Linked DNA regions of Gossypium hirsutum: region 2 is linked to region 1. A link is a contact called in public Hi-C data. All regions are on one chromosome and are shown on one strand. The core of a region is the stretch at or near the end of the contact, and the rest is flanking DNA. Distances in the headings are between cores, read along the strand shown. Region 1 holds the start of LOC107945336 (homeobox-leucine zipper protein HAT22). Region 2 has its middle 96 kb from the start of LOC107941136.

What was found. A called contact is a pair of places that touch in the nucleus more often than the background predicts.
Region 2: a contact with region 1 is called in a Hi-C map of leaf, with 3 times the contacts expected there. The contact joins the enhancer-like site here to the promoter of LOC107945336 in region 1. A contact is called at or near these places in 11 of 34 Hi-C or Micro-C datasets (anther, callus, hypocotyl and 3 more).

What each region holds. Positions count from the first base shown.
Region 1 is chrD12:26,092,744-26,096,134 of Gossypium_hirsutum_v2.1, forward strand. LOC107945336 (homeobox-leucine zipper protein HAT22) reads right to left here and starts at 1,614. Exons shown (of 3, transcript XM_016879295.2): 1 at 633-1,614; 2 at 458-537; 3 at 1-349. The coding sequence starts at 1,115. The coding sequence ends at 67.
Region 2 is chrD12:26,227,031-26,230,421 of Gossypium_hirsutum_v2.1, forward strand. No RefSeq gene overlaps it. Among protein-coding and RNA genes, the nearest start is that of LOC107941136, 96 kb to the right of the region's middle. Within about 2 kb of position 1,546, at least 2 of the 9 cell types and tissues checked have an H3K27ac peak or open chromatin away from gene starts, as enhancers often do. A contact at or near this core is called in hypocotyl and leaf, where this site is marked.

The DNA.
Region 1 (3,391 bases), core at 364-2,863:
CCAAAAAATGGGTTGTGGGGGAGTCTTTCCTTTTCTTTTTCTATACTAAGGTCTATCGAACTTAAATCAACACGCTGCAGAAGGATTGGAGTAGGGATTATAGAAATGAGGCTTTGAAGCCACTGAAAATGGGCTCTTGGAATTGCCATCGGCAACGCCGCCAATTCTTTCGCAAGATGGGCACATGGTGAGAGTGGCCGCCGGCATGTGCATGTAAAAAGGTTGAGCCGCCAGTTTCAATGCCTTGAGTTCTTGTAGTTCCTTTTGCAGTCTCCTGTTCTCATCTGTCAGTGTCTCACAGCACTTCTTCAAGAACTCACAATCCACCTCAGTTTGCTTAAGCTTCGTCCTGCAGAGGGAAAGAAAAAACCAAAGATTTTTTTTAAAAAAAATTTTCTTGTTTGATGAAATTAAAAAGTGACATGCAAAAGCTTTCTGGGTTATATGATCAATTTACCTTGCTCTCCTGTTCTGGAACCATACTTCAACTTGTCTTGGTGTCAGGTTTAATTGCTTTGCTAAAGCTTGCTTTTGCTTCTGTTTTACCATAAAATATAACCAAAGATTAAATCAAGCCGATAGTGATTGATATACATAGATGGAGGATTTAGGAAAAAGGTGAGAGAGGTTACAGGATTGAGAGTGCTATGCTGTTTGAAGCTTTCCTCGAGAAGAGCAGATTGTTCTTTGGTGAGCCTGAGTTTCTTCCTTGCATTAACACCTTCTTCGTCTTCATCACTAACTCTAGACGAATTCTTCTCTACCTCTAATTCCTCGCTGCTAACCTCTCTTTCTCTCTTGACTCTACCACTAGAAAACGAAGAAACAGCACTATGAGGAGAAGCTTGACGACGATATAAATCACCGGCGCCAGGTTCCTCATGGTGATGAAGATAACCACTTTTATTGACATCCGACTTCTTGGTCACTTGGTAACCCTGATCACCAAATAGACCCAGGGTCAACGACGGTTCAAAAGTTGTTGGAGGTGCCACCGTCGTGGCTGGTTGTTCAAACTTAAGACATGATGGCTTCTTGGATGGAGTTTCCAGGGCAGATGAGAAGCCTAACCCCAGAACAAGGCCTGTATTACATGCATCATCATCAAGACCCATTAAGCTTATCAAAGCCAGTGGAATTTGGTAGGCTTTCCTTTGTTATGAAATGTGAGAGAACGAAGGGGAAAAATGGAGGAGAGGGGGGGTGGTTTGAGAGGAAATGAGGGCGCAAAAGGGGGTCTTAAGAAGGGAAGTTATTAGTCCAAGGAATGAATTGGTATGAAAAAAATTAATAATAATAATGAAAGCTCCTTTTTCTCTTTCTTCTTCCTTTCTCTCTATACAAAGGTTGACCATTGGAAACCACTCCCCCCACTACATTCATCACATTATCTTAGGAAACAAACAATTCTATGGAAATATACGCACAATCCACATGGCTGGTGTTAATACATCAAGAGAATGATTCGTCAGCACTTGGTCACTCCACTCACTAACATACCAAATTTAAACTATTAATTACTACGCCCACTTTTTTCTTTTATGCATATTGTTTTTTTACTTTTTCATGTTTCAATTATCTACCCTATTTTTTACTTTCTTTTTAACTTTTGTCTCAAAAACCCATTTCTGCGTTTTCATATAAATATTTTTTAAAATTTGTTATTTCTCTAAATTGCTTTTTATATATACTTACAGAAACTTAGTCCAAACATACTTGATGTTCTACTTCACTTTCCTATTTTTAATTCGGAAATGTTATTGAATACCAGTAAGCAATGATTAACGTGGTATTAAAAAAACCATACATTAGAGAATATGATTTTTCTTGTATTTTATGTCACAAATTTTTTTTGTTTTCTCTTTCCCGAACAATACCCCAATAATTAATATATACAGCCTATGTTCTTGCAGCCGTTTAAAGATTACCTTAGGCCGTAAATTTCCTTGATGTACAGTAGTGTTAAATTGGATCATTATTAAAGCCTGCCTTAATTAATTTGAAATTATTGAGGGGGGGACATATTTGGATACTAACAAGCTCCCTTTACATCAGACCACATGAACTGTCTCCCACTCCATGCCTAGTTTAACTGGTCAGAGATGGGTACAATGTCACCGTGCTTACCAAATATTTCACTTCATATCCATTTCCATATCTTTTTGGCTTTTTATTTAAAGAAGTTGGTGGGCTGTTTTAATTTCCCATTACTTGAATAATTATGAACATGGAGATTAGAAAAAGATGTCCACTATCTCTTTTATAGTTTCAAAAATAAAAATTAGGTTAATTCGATTTTATCAAAATTAGAAAGAAAGAAAGAAAGAAAGAAAGAAAGAAAGGAATAATGGTGGAAGAATATGATTCATGACCAAATATTGGGATTGTTTGCTTAACTAGAAAGTAGAAGTGGGAGAGTAATGGGGCCTACTGCCTCCCTATCCTATACATGTATAAGCACTTCCCAATAATGCTTTTGTCGGCTACACTTATCAGAAGTTAGGTCACCCATAAAACATGATAATGCCTTTAAAATAATACCAACTAACACGACATCAATCAAGCCTTTGGTAGGTGTTACTTGCTAAACCCATATTTATAATTTATATATATTTTAAAAAGACAAACAAAAAAATTATGGGAATTTTGCTTTCAGGGACTTTTGATGGTTTGTCTCCTAGACCAGTCATTTTTCAGAAAGGTGTGGTGCACTTTGTTCCACGAAATATAATGGGCTTGTTTTCTCTCAGTCTTTGGTTAAAAAATAATTAATTTTTAGCTGATTAAGTTTGAAATTTGGATAAAAAAGTTTAACAATAATCCTTTTTATTTGAAAGGATTTTTGTTGTCTTTTTATATGGCGAGCTTGGGGCTAGGCTGAAATGCGTGTGTGTACGGTGACTGCGCATATTTGAAAAGGTAGGTTCAGCCAACGCCAATTGAATGACTGCCCTCAGCTTCAAGATAATGTGCTGTGACTTATCCGACAATTTTATATATATTATGTTATATTATTAGAATATGCCACATGAACAATTTTTTAATATTATATTTAATTAAAAAATTATTATAAATTTTAGAGTAACAAGAAAACAAAACAAGATCAACGTACGTGAACATATCAAAATTATTGGTCATAACCTATCACCCAAAATTAAAATTAAACTTCTTATTCTTTTTGGTTTCTTTTTTCAGTCCTTTTAATTGTTGAGGATTTCTAAAAATACATTTAATATATTATTTTACGAAAGTCTAAATTATATTATTATATTTTGCTTTATATATATTATTTGATGCTTTTAACCAGTTTTAATATATTTATATATTTTTCTGGTTTATTTTAGTCGTGTTATTTGACATTAATAACGAGGAAAAGAAAAGTTGTGTATTC
Region 2 (3,391 bases), core at 296-2,795, 130 kb after region 1:
TTGGCCTGCCCATACCGATTGGTAAGAAGAAGTCTATTGTCTTCCAAAGTATTTTAGATCGAGCTGCCAATAGAGTCAACAGTTGGTCGAAGAGATTATTGTCAAATGGTGGGAAAGAGATTTTTATAAAGTCTATCCTTTAATCAATCCCTACTTACGCATTCTCGATCTTTTTTGTCCCTAATGGAGCCCTTGAAAAGCTCCAGTCTATGATCTGCCGACTGTGGTGGGGGGTAAGGATAAGAATAGAGGGTGGAACATGCTATCTTAGGACCGGATGTGTTTTTTGAAAGGCATGGAGGTCTGGGCTTCAGGGACTTAAGGCGTTTTAACGTGGCTTTGTTAGGTAGACAAGTGTGGCGGCTTATTAGTTGTAAAGACACATTATGCTATAGAGTCCTGAGCGCTAAATATTTTTCGGATGGTGATGTTCTCTATCCTAAGTGAGTTGACAAGCCCTCGTTTACGTGGAAGAGCATTGCTAGGGCTGCTAGTATTTCGCATGAGGGTTTCAGTTGGAATGTTGGCAGTGGTGGTAAAATTGATATTTGGCAAGAGAACTGAGGCTTTGAAAGGATTTTCGGTGACCCTATTTGCCTCAATAGAAGGGAGGACCAAGAGACTAAAGTTAGCGAACTACTGAATGAGAAGAACGATGGCTGAAACGAGAGGAAGATTATGGAGGGATATGGTGAATATTTGGGGGACCAAATTTGAAAAATTCCCATTCCTCATAACGGTCTGGATAACTATCGTATTTGGTTCCATAGTCCCCTGGGCTCTTATTCTACTAAGTCTGTTTACTCCTGGTTAACCCTAAAGCATGTGGGGTTTGGCCCCTATCGGTTCTTCTGAAGGCTTACGTGGAAGCTGTAACCTTTGTCGAAAATCAGAATTTTCTGCTGGCGCCTAGGGCACGACATCCTTCCTACGTACGAGAAAATTTCTAGCATCCGGAGGGAGTTTAATAGCATTTGTCTGAGATGTGGGACTGAAAAGGAGACCCTCCTTCACGCAATGAAAGACTACCCAAAGGCTCGGGCAGTGTTGGTATATGGGGGCCTTAATAATAACTTGCTCGAGGGTCGCTACTGTCGGTGTGTGACTGGATTGAAGACGTGGCTCGTTCGCTGGACAAAAAGGCTTTTTCAGACTTCATAACGGTGCTTTGGAATTTCTGGAACAGCCGGAATAATAAAGTCTTTCATGATATGGAGGAATAAGCCAAAGTGACTTGGGATAGAGCTGTTGCATTAAGCCAGGATTTTCACATTTTTAACATCTTGGAGAAACTGATGCTTCCTAAACCAGTTGTGGAGGTGGAAGAAGCCAGGACAGGGGGTGGTTAAAATAAATTTCGACACTGCTGCAAATGGTAGGAAAATGAGCTTTGGTCTTGTGGCGAGGGATCATGACGGCTTTGTTCTTGGTGGGCAGGCGGACGTCTGGACAGGAATGTTCAAGCCGAATGGGCTAAGCTGTATGCACTGGAGGAAAGTATAAATCTTGCGCGAGCAAAAAATGGTTAAGGTTGGAGTTTGAATCTGACTACACCAGCTTGGTGAATCGGCTTAATAAGACGAATGTTGACTTTTCAACCATGGGCTACCGTATTCAGGAACTCCTCAAATGATTGGATCCGAGTTTTAGTTTTAATTTTGTTTGAGCCCCGCGTAGTTCCAATAAAGCAGCAGACCATCTCTGTAATTGGGCTTCTATTCATAATTGTATTAAGGATTTTAATATGGATTATCCTCTGGAAATCCATGATATTATTTTAAGTGATGCAATAAATTGAGGTTGACCTTCGGGTCTTTTTCTATTAAAAAAATAATCCTTTGTCATAAAATCCCATTATTTCACCTAAAACTCTTGGAAATTTTCATAGGCACCAAGGATGAAGTAGATATTTTAGAAAGTATGTTCAACAATTTAGACACAATAAATTAGTAGATGGAAGTCTAGAAAATTAGAAGAAAAAAGAAGGATAATGATGATGTTGAGAAAGAACTGGAGAAGTAAAAGAGAAGAAATTATTGTCAAAAGATGTAAGTTTCAATATTAACTTTACTTGTATCTCTATGAGTTGAGTTAACTATGTAACAAATTAAATGTGTGATATGTAAATTTTAATTAAAATAGTAGAGATAGAAAGTATTTAATTAAGTATGATATGTAGAAACACTAAGTTTTCAAGTGAAAGAGAGAAATGTGATTTGTATTATGAGAAGTTTCAAGGTAAAGAAATGAATATAATATCATTATTATATGTGTGTTTAAATGGAAGCTAATGCAAAAAACCATGAAAAAGTAAATATCATCACTAAAACAATTTCTGGACAGCAATAGTAACTTGATTTTAAAAATTCACCAAAAATTATAGAATATGAGTTCAATGATGAACCAAGTATTAAATTAAATTTTAATGAATCTAGTTTTGTACAAAAGAAATGGTATAAACATTGAGAATGTATTAAATGAGTTATATGCATTTTAGTGAGACAAGGTCAGATGAATTTTGAGATCCCTTATTTTAAATTTGAAAAATCATTAAAATTTCTAAAAATATAATTAGGATATGAAATTTATATTTCTTAAAATCTTACTGAGTCAAATTCCAAGAGAAATCAACAAAAATATTATAAGAATTTTGTACATAAAGATAAATAATATTTAGTTGAGAAGGGTCAGAGTTGCCTAACAGTAGAACATGAGAAGATTTGAAGAAAAACTAGTATTAATCTACTTTGAACTAAGTTTTGAAATTTTTATAGTAAAAATTTCATTGAGACTAGTTTCAAAAACAACAAGTAGAACTTAATTTTGATTTCTATAGGCCAAGATAAAAATAATTTAGTGATTGCTACTCAAGTAGACAACTTTGTTAAGAGTATGTGTAATTAGTGAAAGAATAATTAATATTACATATTGGCATGCTATACTAAAAGCCAAAGATTCTCGTATATATACATGTACATATAGGATGTAGAATGGAGAGGAGGAAGAGGAAAACAATATAAGGGTTGTAATGCTAAAAGGTTGTTATAAGTATGAAATTGTTAATACATAAGAGAAGTTTAAATGAAATTGTTGAGACATTAAATGAGTAATTGTTATACGATAATTAATAAAATATTAGTTGACAAAATAAAGTATTATATATATTTAAATTTATTGGTATATGTGTGGGATTATGTGGTATTGATCTTAACACGAAAATAAATAAGTTTCGACTTATTTAGCAAAAAAGGACTCAGGTCGTGACACTAGCCACAATATGTCGTGACATGAGCAATCAAAGAACTTAGTGTCATGTTATGTTTTCCTCTATCTTGTTCTCTTTTATCCGAAAGAGTCTCGTACATAGTTGTGTTGTTTTCCTCTACCTATA